2 separate regions of the Ovis aries genome follow, and region 2 is linked to region 1. Evidence: chromatin contacts called from public Hi-C data. All regions are on one chromosome and are shown on one strand. The core of a region is the stretch at or near the end of the contact, and the rest is flanking DNA. Distances in the headings are between cores, read along the strand shown. Region 1 overlaps SCEL (sciellin). Region 2 overlaps SLAIN1 (SLAIN motif family member 1).

Region 1 (6,121 bases), core at 1,920-4,419:
TGTAACTTTAGGCATTCAACCTAATGTGTTAAAAACTCAGGTCTGAATTTCTATTCACTGAAATGTCACAGGATCTTTGAAATTTTGTCCTTAGGAGGACAGGATAATTTTTTTTTAATGTTAAAAAAATTCTTCTTCCTTAAATTAATGAAAAATATAGGCCAGATTTATGACTTCTAATCTGCGCAATGGTTATACACTTGAAAATAACTTTTCAGGCTTTCTATCTTATATTATTTTTCCTTTTACTTTGGCAATATTGAGCAATTTAATATTAATATGAATAGGATTTTTTAGAGGGCTAAAAAAAGTTGGTGTTAGTACGTCCTGAATTCAAAACATTAGATTTTAGAGCAGTGAATTGAATAGATTCAAAAGAAGCTAAATTTCATCAGAACTGGTCTAATCTGTTTTTACTACTCTAATTTATTTCTTCCACAAATGATCTTAAATATAAAATGAGGACAACTTGCATGTTTTAAACCCTGATTACTTTAATCACAGCAAGATGATTTTAATGAAAGAATATGAAAGGGAAGTGTTTCCTCTGTAATTAACACATGTCCTCAGGAGTACAAAAAATAGTCGAATTTAGTTTCTTGAGAACAAGCAAGAATGTGTAAGTAGGTCAATTAGATACTTAGAAAAAAAGCCGAGAAAAGCCTTATACCACAAATTGTCACAGAACCTAACATTGTAAAATTTAATTCTAACAGCTCAGTGTGGTCATTCCTAATGTAGTGGGTGTGCTGGAAAAAGGAAAGTGTTTACCATATTATCTGAGCAAATATATTTTATGATAGTATTCAAATGGGATGAGTCTTTGAGAAAAAGATGTTCCTCTGACACCTAACAAAACATGATTTTTACTATTTAAAAACATTTTACCATTATCTAATTGAGATAAGTGTTTTTATCTAATAAAGATAATTGCTTTATTGATGACTGAAAACTAAAATAAATGAACATGAACATATTTAGAAGTTTATTTCCATAGAGCTATTATTCCAGCAAGCACACTTTCATCTCTTTGAATGTAAATGTTTTCTCATAAATTTAAATTTAACAGAGAAGTGTTTTCTTACCTAACAGACATTATCTTTAATTTGAAAAATATAGGCAGATATATCCAGCTAAACCAAGCGTATATACAGAAGCCAACAGATCTGCTGAAAGAAGTATAAGGTACAATGATCTATCCTGATATCTCTATATTTATATTTATTTAATTGTATAAATGATAAAGTATGCTTTATTAGAACACTGAAACATACATGAAATTAATAAAACGGACAAAATCAGTTTTCCAGCTGACTTCAATAGTGGGTAATAAATCATTGTATATGTACTTAGAGAATTTTATTCCTTTTATTGCTATTTCTTAGTATTACATTAAGAACAACCAAAATTCCCTGAATATGATAACAGAATAAGATCAAACCCCTTAAGAAAGGAAAATCTCTCTTTATTCCTAACACTTGTCCCAGAGTCTATGATATAGCTGGCGTTGATGTGTAAGGGAATAGGTGGAAATACAGTCATCTGATTGAATGTCTACAAAACCTTTGCTTGGAATTGGCTGTATGATAAGGTCACTGAGCTTCTCCTGCACCATCAATAAAAGGCTTACAAATTGTACTGATGCTTTTGACTAAGATTTCCCCATGACAGTCCTGGTTTACACCTATTGTCTTAAACATCCCATCTAGTTTAGTATTTGCTTTAGATGTATCTTTATTTATTTATTTGAAAAAATACTATTTTGAAATTAGTTTTTGAACAATGTTATTTTATAAGTCAACCAATATGATAAACCAGCTTTTTTTTTTTTTAATGGTAAAAAACACAGCAGTAATTTACCATCTTGTGCATGTGGGATAAGTCGCTTCAGTTGTGTCTGACTCTTTGCGACCCCATGGACTGTAGCCCTCCAGGTTCCTCTGTCCATGGGTTTCTCCAGGCAAGAATACTGGAGTGGGTTGCCATTCCCTTTTCCAGGGGATCTTCCCAACCCAGGAATCAAACCCATGTCTCTTATGTCTAGCTGCATTGGCAGGCAAGTTCTTTACCACTAGAGCCACCTGGGAAGCCTAGCTTAATTTACCATTATAATAAATCTTTATTTTAAACAATTTTTTAAATTGAAAACATTGTTCAAAGTGCAAAATTTTATGTATGTTTTTTTTTCTCTTTATTATCCCCTGTGATGCTTAGACTTATGTCACGCAGATACCTTACCTTTGGGGGGAATACCTTGTACCTACAGGCTTAAGGTACAGCATGTTCTACAGTATGTCCCATGTACCACAAGATATCAATGAATGTTCTGGGAAAGAGACATTTAAAGGACAACACATTTAGGAAACACAGGAGAATAGGGTTCTCGATCATGAATTTCCAGAGCCTTCAGTGTGCGTGTATGTACAGTCCAAATCTCTAAAAGTCAGTTATGTTTCCTCAGTTTACTTGACTCCAAAATTCTTTCTTCATGGAACTCTGTTAACTTTCTATACAGTATTGTTTATGAAACACAGGTCTCAATTCAGGTAAACCTAAAATTATTCCTTTTCATGACCTGGCGATTTAAGTCCATTACATGTCAGGTGATTCCACATACCCTACAGTATTAAATGTGCTTTCTTTCCCTTTGGAAGCCTAAGAAGACAGATACGTTCACTTCATATAGGGGGTTGATTGATCTTCTGAATATGTTGCTCAATGTTCCTTGAAAACTGAAACTGTTAGTCGCTCCGTCGCGTCCAGCTCTTTGTGCCCCCGTGAGTGGTAGCCTGCCACGCTCTTCTGTGCATGGGATTCTCCAGGCAAGAATACTGGAGTGGGTTGCCATTCCCTTCTCCAGGGGATCTTCCTGACCCAGGGATCGAATCCAGTTCTCCCATATTGGCATGTGGATTCTTTACCATCTAAGCCACAAGGGAAGCCCAAGGATGTATACTCAGTGTCATTATAATGTTATGTATAATGTATGCTCAATGACATTATAATGTTCTATGGTTGATAGAAAAACTTCTGAACATACTTTGTGTTTACTTGTGCAGTTAATTCAATTTTTCCCCCGTATCCTTTTTAAGTATGTAACTTGCACATAGCCGATACACGTCTTTAGGAGAAACTGTAATTGTTTCAGTGAGCACTAGGTGGCAGAGGCAATGCCTGGGTGGAGTGACCGGCGTGCACGAGTGCGAGTGTGTGAGTGCTGTGAGCTGATGGGATAGGCTGTTGTTATTCAGATAAAGTCAGTGATTTCTGATAACATACGGACTTTGCTTTCTTCACTGAACACAGATACTTTAGTTCCTTTAAGCATAGCTCAGTTGTCATTGACATGAGTTTATTTTTCATTGTTTGAAGGAGTCAGGATCTGGAGAACATTGTCAAAGTGGCCACTTCGCTTCAGAAAACTAACAAGGGGTGAGTGCTCAAGAGGTTTTGAACTTGCATTTTTCTTCTCTCTCTGTTTCAAAAATGCTTAGCCAGTACCTTTAAATCTTCCAAATATGAACGAAATCCTGATGCTGCTCATTATATATAATTTGAAGGAAGAAAGAGTCAGTCTCTAGATTAGAGTTCCTGAGAAATGGGTAATACTGACACTGATGGACATTCTTCTCTCTCCGCTTTCTCTTCTGTGGAGTGATGCTCATGGTGGTGACCTTGCTCCAAACCCCCATCCTGAATTTATGTTCTGACCCGGATCTGTGTTTACCCATCTCCCCAGCACCCCCCTATAGAATGCCCTAGGTTATTGTCAACTTCCTCCCCAAATGCGGTATTTCCTATCTTCTCTGTGTTCTTTCATTCAGGCAAGCTCACCTTTCTGGAATCATTTTTGATTCTTCCATCTTGACCCCTCTGCGTAGTATCAGGCATGTATGGATTAAATGTCTAAAGTGCCCTGCACACCCCCATGGTCTCACCCAGTTCAAACCCTCATTGGTTCCATCACAGGTTATCAGAGTAGCTATTCAGATTGACTGACACTCCTCCAGTCTCTTCTTCCACTAGACCATCACTACCCATCACTGCTGGAGTTTTCTTTCTATGATTCTACTTGAAAAATCACTCCACTTGGCTTCCCACGGCCTAGTCAATTGCATATAACTTCATGCAATGCCCTTGTTAACCTGGCTCTGACCTAACATTCCTTAGAAATTTTGGACTTCACCAATGCATTTATCCTACATTCAATACCAAATTAAACCACTTCCTTTCTGAAGTTTCCAGAGCCTCTGCCTTTGTTTATACCATTCTATTCATGAGGGCTTTTCCAGCCTCAAGGCCACCATATCAATACATTCAAGTTCTACCCATTTTTCAAGATCCAGATCAGATACCAACACCTCTGTGAGGTCTTTTCCAAGTGAGTGACCCAGTGAGATGTGACTTTTGCCTCCTTAAGTGATTAGAATCCTATTATTCAAGTTACATAGCAGCTAATCATATTTAGTATTGTCTTGTGGTATTTATGTAAATGTCTCATCTTCTTTGTTATCTCTTTAATCTCCTAGAGCAGATATTTTGTCTTTCTCACCATCTGCCATCTACAAAGGCTAACACAATGCTTTGTGCAAAGCAGAAGTGTTTATATAGTGGATAATGGTAAGACAATGCTGAGCAGTGAGAAAACCTTGGGTATAAGCATTCCGTGGTTTAATCCTGTGCCTACAGAATTTTTCCCTTGTTCAGTGGAAGTTAGCAGTGCTAAGAGGGTTGTTAGGACTGCCAGCTCAAAGACCTGAAGAGAAGTCACAGAAGTGACGGTGAGCTCTTCTCTGCAACTAATGGACACAGTCTAAATTTGGAAAGAGACAGTGGAAAATATCCTAAATTTTTCATTTTCATTTCTTCCGTTGTCTATGTATCTAGATTTCTCATTTTATTTATTTATTTTTGTTTGAGGTAATATTTTTACGGGGATTGAACAGTTTTTTGGACTGGGTAATTTTTTGACAGCTGTTTAAGGGAAAGATAGGTGAGTGATGCCGAAGGGCAATTACGGTTTGGCACCAGTCAAACAAAAACAGTGAGAGCTTCAGTTGGATTAGCTTTCCTGTCCCCTCTTCCTCACCAGGATACACAAATTCCACAGCCAGACACGTTCTTTACAGGAAGAAGCTGCAACTTTGATGGGGACCAGGGGAAATGTCTGATGCTCTGGGCTATATGTAGGGACTCAATATAGCTTTTATTTTTATCTGAGTTGCTTTGTAATACTCCTTTGGGAAATGGACTATTACTCCTATCTGACTAAGAGCATTTAGTTTATTGCAAATGCAGTGGTAAAACTTAATATCCAAGCTTTCATCAACTGGATGCCATTTTTAAAGCTCAGCTTCTTCATTCACAATGCAGTCCCCATTTTACTTAATTTCCCACAGAGTGTCTTTTCATGATCTATGCTAATTTTCTTGTGGAACCTCAAATCCTGATAATCTCATCATTGTGACTTACCAGTCAGAAAGGTTTGGAGCGGAAATGTATAGAGCTTGCTCTTTCCCTAGGGGACATAGAACCGATTTGTAGCCTCAGAGTTGGAAGGTAGAATTTCAAATAAGAGATGACAATACAACATTGTATTAGGGTCTGGGTAACATTTGTCCCATGCAAGGATAGAACATTAATCCATTTTTTGTCAGGATCAGCAACTTTCACATTTCTATATTTATTCTCAGCCTTTGACTCTACCATTGAATATGCAATATTACTTGAAAGGATTCATCTCTGTGATGGCTGTTGATTGAATAAGTTTTTCAGGCCCCTGCGAGGACCATCCCAGTAACTATTCTGGTGATCTGCTGGTACCAGGCATCTCCAAGCACATTAGTCACTCAGTGACTATACCTCTCTACAGCTGAGCCAAAGTCTTGGTGCCTCTAAATTCAGTTTAAAAAATAAATATAGTGAGCATTTAAAAAGTGAAAACATTAATATTGACTGGGAACTGTTTACTATAATTGCCAAAATTAATTGAGAGTTTATGACATGCTAGGCATCACACTAATCACTTTCTATTCATTAACTTATTGGTTCTTTTCTGAGGTGGGGACCATTAGTATTCTTACTTTGTGACTTAAAAATTGAGGGAGCAAGAGGTTAGACA
Region 2 (6,121 bases), core at 2,037-4,536, 140 kb after region 1:
TATTTTTTGTATTTTTTTTCTACCTCCCTCTTCATCATTTATCTTCCTTCCCCACTCCCAGGAGTTAGATCATGACTTCCAAGAGCTATATGGAGAATAATCGTGATATTTTAGCCTGGTATGTTTTTACGATAATGATCCTCCTATAGCATATAGAGAAACAAGCCGTATTTATAAACTAATATTTTTGAATTATTATACAGCACCATTTCTCACACCTGGGCCCAGAAATGATCACTTAAGCAAGTTATTTAAAAATATTGCAAGGGCAGATACAAATTGTACTAGTCATCACCTGCCAGCGTGTACTAAGTTTTTACTTTATCTTCCTTTGTACTTGTAATTATTCATGCGAATTGAGAGATCATTTGAACATATTTAAGGTTTAATAGTTAGAACTTATCTCTTTAATACTTTCAGATTTCAAATCTAAAAGAAAACTGTGGCAGGTAAAGTGACTGCCACTGATGACCAATTTATTTAAGCTTATATCAAAGACAGTAACTACTGGATCATTAAAACTGTGGGAGAGCGCACCCAGAGTTGTTCCCGTGAAGGGTTTTTTTTTTTGGTCACATCCTGCCTATCCAGCAGATGCTCCCTGCATCTTGATTAGTATTATCAGTGGGATCATTGTTCCCCCTCAGAAAAGTGGTGTTAACTTACATTCAACACCATTATGAAACCGATTGGGTTTACCTAAACCTGTGTTATGATGGTTCCTATTAGGAAAATGGAAACATATCTCAGCCTAGTGTCTGACTGTGGTAGTTTTATTTCTCTAAAAGGGCTGGTCTCTGCATGCAAAGGAAATGGAAGATAACAGCTGTTCTCTGGATTGAACTTCGGGCAGATCAACTTGATGGCTGAGCACATAAGCCCTGAAGGCTGGTAGATGCTGAGTTGCCAGCCTGGCCTACCACTTATACTTTTTCCCTGTCTTTCCATGTCTCTGAGTTTTCATTCATTTGGTTGCAAAATGTAGACAAATAACTCAGGTATAGTTGGACATCAAGTCATCTGATATACGTTCTCCTTTATGTAACATGTAATCCTTTAACCTAAGTTTGTTATAAGGAATCAAGGAAACTATGACTATTTCACCCGGAACAAAAATTTCTGAAAAAGTTAAAAGTGCTAAAAAAGTAAAGGTTGTTTCCTCATCTCCACTTTTTTTTTAAACTTTTATTGATATGGCTCAGATATCTGAACCTTCATTTGTTACCACAGTATTATTTAAACAAAACTGTAGAATAAGAGTTGTAACTTGGAAACTAATCTATCAATTATTTTTCTAAATTATTAAAATAATATAGATGGAAGAAAACAATTGTTATAATACTGATCTAATTTAATTAAAAACAGAAGTGTGTGTTAATACTTCACCATTTCCATAGCTCCTACACTGCCTGGGTTCAAAAGGGATGGCTCTTCAAAGTCCTTGGAATATTTCTGGGGTTCATGGGATTAAAAGGAGCACTCAGTAGTCCCTCTTTACCTGTGACTTACCTCGGTCACCCATGGTCATCTGCAGTCTGAAAATGTTAAATGGAAAAATTCCAGAAATACACAGTTGTAAGTTTTAAAGTGTGCGTTGTCCTGAGTACTGTGAGGAAATCTTGTGCCTTCCTGCTGTGTCCCAGGTGGGACGCGAGTCCTCCCTTTGTCAGGTGTATCCAGGCTCTGTATACTACCTGCCTGTCAGTGCCTGTGTAGGAAAAGCATCCTGTTCAGTGTGTGTGTTAGCCACTCAGTTGCGTCTGACTCTTTGCGACTCCGTGACTGTGCCGGCCAGACTCTTCTGTCCATGGGATTCTCTAGGCAAGAATGCTGGAGTGGGTTGCCATTCCCTTCTCCAGGGGATCTTCCCAACCCAGGGATTGAATCTGGGTCTCCTGCACTGCAGGCATATACTTTACCATCTGAGCCACCAGGCAAGCTTTACAAAGTTCAGTACTATGTATTAATACTATTGATGGATTCAGGCATTCCCGAGGGTCTTGAAACGTATCACCTGCTGATAAGAAAGGGAGGGACTACTGTATTTGGAGTAGTTTGCTAGGAATGAGAAATAATTAAATCTTACAGAACATTTGCTAACTGTAATTTTTAGGATTTTGTGGGGGGAGGAGGGCAGTCAGCTACATGGTGGTGTTAGTCTGAGGACCTGTATTGACGGGAAGGCTAGCTTGAGATGTTTGGTGGGTAACTGGCTGCTGCCTTTATTCCTTAATGGACCCCCAAAGATGGATAATAGAATAAAGGATCGAGAAATAATGGTCTAGACTATAATCCCATTGAGAGTTGGAAACTCACCTGTCTAACACACTGTATACCACGAGTCAGTGAAAGTTGCTCAGTCATGTCTGACTCTTTGTGACCTCATGCACTATGCAGTCCATGAAATTTTCCAGGTCAGAATGGGGAGTGGATAGCGTTTCCTTCTCCAGGGGCTCTTCACAACGCAGGGATCGAACCAGGTCTCCCACATTGCAGGCACGTTCTTTACCAGCTGAGCCATAAGGGAAGCCCACTGTATGGCATAAATATGCATTCATTCATTCTACGAAGTGAGGAATGGTGTCCAAGAGGAAGGACCAGCATGCTCATGGATGCAGGAACACGTGAAGTATTTGGAAACTCTGTGGTTCACTCGGGTTGGCAAGCAGGCTGTGAGGCAGGGGCAGCAGGAGGTGAGGGTGGAGAGGTCTGCAGGGACCACACCTTGGAAGGGTCTTTGCTCAGCCCAGGAGCTTGGGCTTTCAGAGGAAGGGGAAGGGGCGTGATTGGACGGTTTTAGGAAGTGGCTGGAAGTCACCAGGTGTATGGACGGTGGGGAGGAACAGACAGGGTGCACAGAAACCCGTTAAGAGGATTTTGTGAAAATGTGGATGACAGATAATGAGGTCTGTGCTAAGGTGCTAGAGGGAGATGTGCTAAATATTTACGAGGCAGAATTGACGGGACTTGGAGTTGAGGACGAGGAAGGGAGGTGAAACTTGGAAGATAACACCCCTTTTTAGATAGGTGACTTCAGGGATCTAAGAGATGGAGATGGAGCTGTGTCTGTGTGAAGGAGAGAAAAAGGAATCAGGTTTGTCCTTGAATGAGTTTTTGCTTAGTATTCAAATATATCTGTTTTCTGAGCTTGAATGACCTGATATATATACGTTAGCTTGTGGGCATGGTATTAATAAAGAGGAAACTGTCTACATTGTAGAGCTACAGTCTTGTGTGTGCGTACAGGCTCAGATGCTTAGTGGCTGAATTAAAATTCACTGAGGTCTGTGCGTGGCTTACCCTCTGCTGCCTCTTGGTGGTAGAAGGTGTATTCAGCAAGAAAAAGAAAGGGAAGTGTTTGAAGTCTCCAAAGATTTGGTGGCATACTCGTGACCCTTAAAACTTCCTAGAAGTTAATGTGATCATGTTGATGTGATGAGTGGCTATCTCAAAACATCTCAAGGTAGAATTTTAAGAATTTCTTCCTTTTTGATGTTCTAGCAGAAGTTTCAGTAATAGTTGGTTTGACACCTCTAGGTGTTTTTTTTTTTTTTTTGTAACTAATATGTAACAATTTGTAGGTTTTTTTTTTATGTTAATGGCTGTAAGATTATTGTCTAACCTCATTTTGATATAATTTTATCTAAGAACAGACAGCTAATTGACTAGCTAATCCCTCCCTTTTTTAAAGAACAAATGCTTTCCATTAGCTGTTTGTTTGGTGGAGCCTTTCTGAAGACATTAAGTGTCTCCCTATACGAGGGATAATCAGTTAGCTTCTTAGAGTTCATAACACGTGTGATAATTTGTTTGTCATTGAACAAAATATGATTTCTCTTTGTATTTACTTTTGAAATCTAGTGTCTTAATCAGCATAAAAGTAGTGATTTTTTTTTAACACAGTAAAATACTTTTCTAGACAAGCTCCGAAGAAGTATGCCTAACCTAGCTCGGATGCCAAGTACAACCACTGTTAGTAGCAACGGGAGTTCTCCAGTCACCGTGCGGAATAGTCAGAGTTTTGACTCAAGCTTGCATGGAGCTGCAAATGGACTTTCAAGAATACAGTCTTGTAGTAAGTATGACAGATTTTTTGGTAATTTTCAGTTAGTTATAACACCATTAGGAAAATATCTTACTATTTCATTTTTCTTTCTTTCTCTGAACACTACAGGAAACCTTTATCCTTGTGACTTTTATTTTGTATTTCACCATTAAGAAGTATTTTCACTGGTGCCTGTTAATAATTAGCAAATTATATGTTACCAATTAATAATTAGCAAATTATGTTAGCCTTTATACTTAAGGATAGAAGTAGAAGCCCTGAATGGTGATTGATCTCTCTGCTCATCATACAAAAATGTTTTCTGCGCAGTCCTGCTTCTTTCTAGCTGTGCACTTGATATGTTTACTCAGAGGAAAGCACAGCTCTTCTGTCCAGCTCTTACCGTGGTCTTGTTTTGCATCAGTCCATAGCTTTCCCAGGGCAAATGCAGTTCTGTTCTAGTGTGACTGAAGAGTAGGATTTAGCTGCCCCATTGCAGTTTGCCCACAGCCTTTCATTCTCTGTGTGTTTTACCCAGTGATGAGGAGCATGGTGACAGCACAGTCTAGTGTTTTGTGTTCTCACTTTGTGTGGGGATGTCTTGGCTCCAGGTTCCCCACCCCCAACCCATGCTGCCTGTATGGGTTGCTGCTGCTGCTGCTACTGCTAAGTCGCTTCAGTCGTGTCCGACTCTGTGCAACCCCATAGACGGCAGCCCACCAAGCTCTGCCATCCCTGGGATTCTCTAGGCAAGAACACTGGAGTGGGTTGCCATTTCCTTCTCCAATGCATGAAAGTGAAAAGTGAAAGTGAAGTCATTCAGTCGTGTCTGACTCTTAGCCACCCCATGGATTGCAGCCTACCAGGCTCCTCCGTCCATGGGATTTTCCAGGCAAGAGTACTGGAGTGGAGTGCCATTGCCTTCTCTGACTTGTATGGGTAGTCAGGGTTAAGTCCAAGATTGACCCCTGGGAGGCAGATTCAAGGCCACAGGCCCAGTACGGATGTGCCCAGACCTGGAAGGCCAAGTGTGTGGCCAAGCACTGTCAACCAGATGTCTTCAGCTTCCACCCAGCAGACGCCTTGGTGCCCCTGATACACTACCCCAGGTACCTCCAGAACATGCTGAGAACGGGTCAGGTTTCCGGTCGCTGCTTGCGTCGCTCTGTGTGTCACACTTGACTGCCATTATGTTTATCTTCCATACTAGCTTATTGGCTTTTCCTGGGCGTCGACCATAGCTCTCAGGAGATGTTTGAACAAATGTGTAAATGAACGCTGTAGGGCTGGATCTTAGGGCTTCATCTGTTAATATTTGAATTAAAGGCCTGTGTAAAGACACAGAAGATAGCCTAGGAACTAATGGTGGGAAACTGAGGGCTGCTTTCTAATTTTATGTCAGGAGGTTAGGACAGGTGGCCAGATACATCATGATGAAATTTAACTGAGTTAGAAGTTCTGTGCTTGAGTATAAAAGTCAACAGTATAAACATAGAAAGGGGAAATACAGTAGTCACAGTAGCAACTAGGGTAATGCTTAGGAGTTTTTTGAGCTCTAATTCAATGTGGATCAGTAGTACAGTTTGAGTGCCAGAAAAATCAAAGTAACCCAAAATAGAACATACCCTACAAACAATGGAAAATCTTGATGGAAGTCCTGAAAAAATGATGAAAGAGCATGTCAAAAGGATATAGGAAACAACTTAATGAAACTACTAGAGACCAAACCTGCCACAGATTGAGCCACAGAATAAATGATTATATTAAAAGATTATAACCCATAGATTAAATAATCATAGGTTCATACTTAATTGAATAAATGGAGAAGAGGGGAAATTCTTCTTTATAGAAGAATTGCAATTAATAAACATAAAGAAATGAAGGAAATAGAAAAATCATTGTGTGTAACTCAAGCATAATAATGAGAGAAAACAAAAGAACTTGAGTGTTAATGTGTAAGAGGAGGTCAGTCATGAACTTGTTTCAGATCCCAGGACTCTGTTCTCATTGACTTTGATCCCTAAGCGAATATCCTTTATACATCGTACGTGTATATAAACATCACGCTTGTGTTTC

What was found. A called contact is a pair of places that touch in the nucleus more often than the background predicts.
Region 2: a Hi-C map of liver shows a contact between it and region 1, with 5 times the contacts expected there. The contact joins two enhancer-like sites. A contact is called at or near these places in 13 of 16 Hi-C or Micro-C datasets (blood, hypothalamus, liver and 6 more).

Annotation. Positions count from the first base shown.
Region 1 is chr10:53,340,087-53,346,207 of ARS-UI_Ramb_v3.0, forward strand. It overlaps SCEL (sciellin), which reads left to right. Exons shown (of 33, transcript XM_060394163.1): 11 at 1,120-1,185; 12 at 3,373-3,432. Among named protein-coding and RNA genes, the nearest start is that of TRNAR-CCU, 9.2 kb to the right of the region's middle. Within about 2 kb of position 3,170, at least 4 of the 54 cell types and tissues checked have an H3K27ac peak or open chromatin away from gene starts, as enhancers often do.
Region 2 is chr10:53,480,640-53,486,760 of ARS-UI_Ramb_v3.0, forward strand. It overlaps SLAIN1 (SLAIN motif family member 1), which reads left to right. Exons shown (of 8, transcript XM_042254965.2): 6 at 3,920-4,075. Among named protein-coding and RNA genes, the nearest start is that of SLAIN1, 45 kb to the left of the region's middle. Within about 2 kb of position 3,287, at least 9 of the 54 cell types and tissues checked have an H3K27ac peak or open chromatin away from gene starts, as enhancers often do.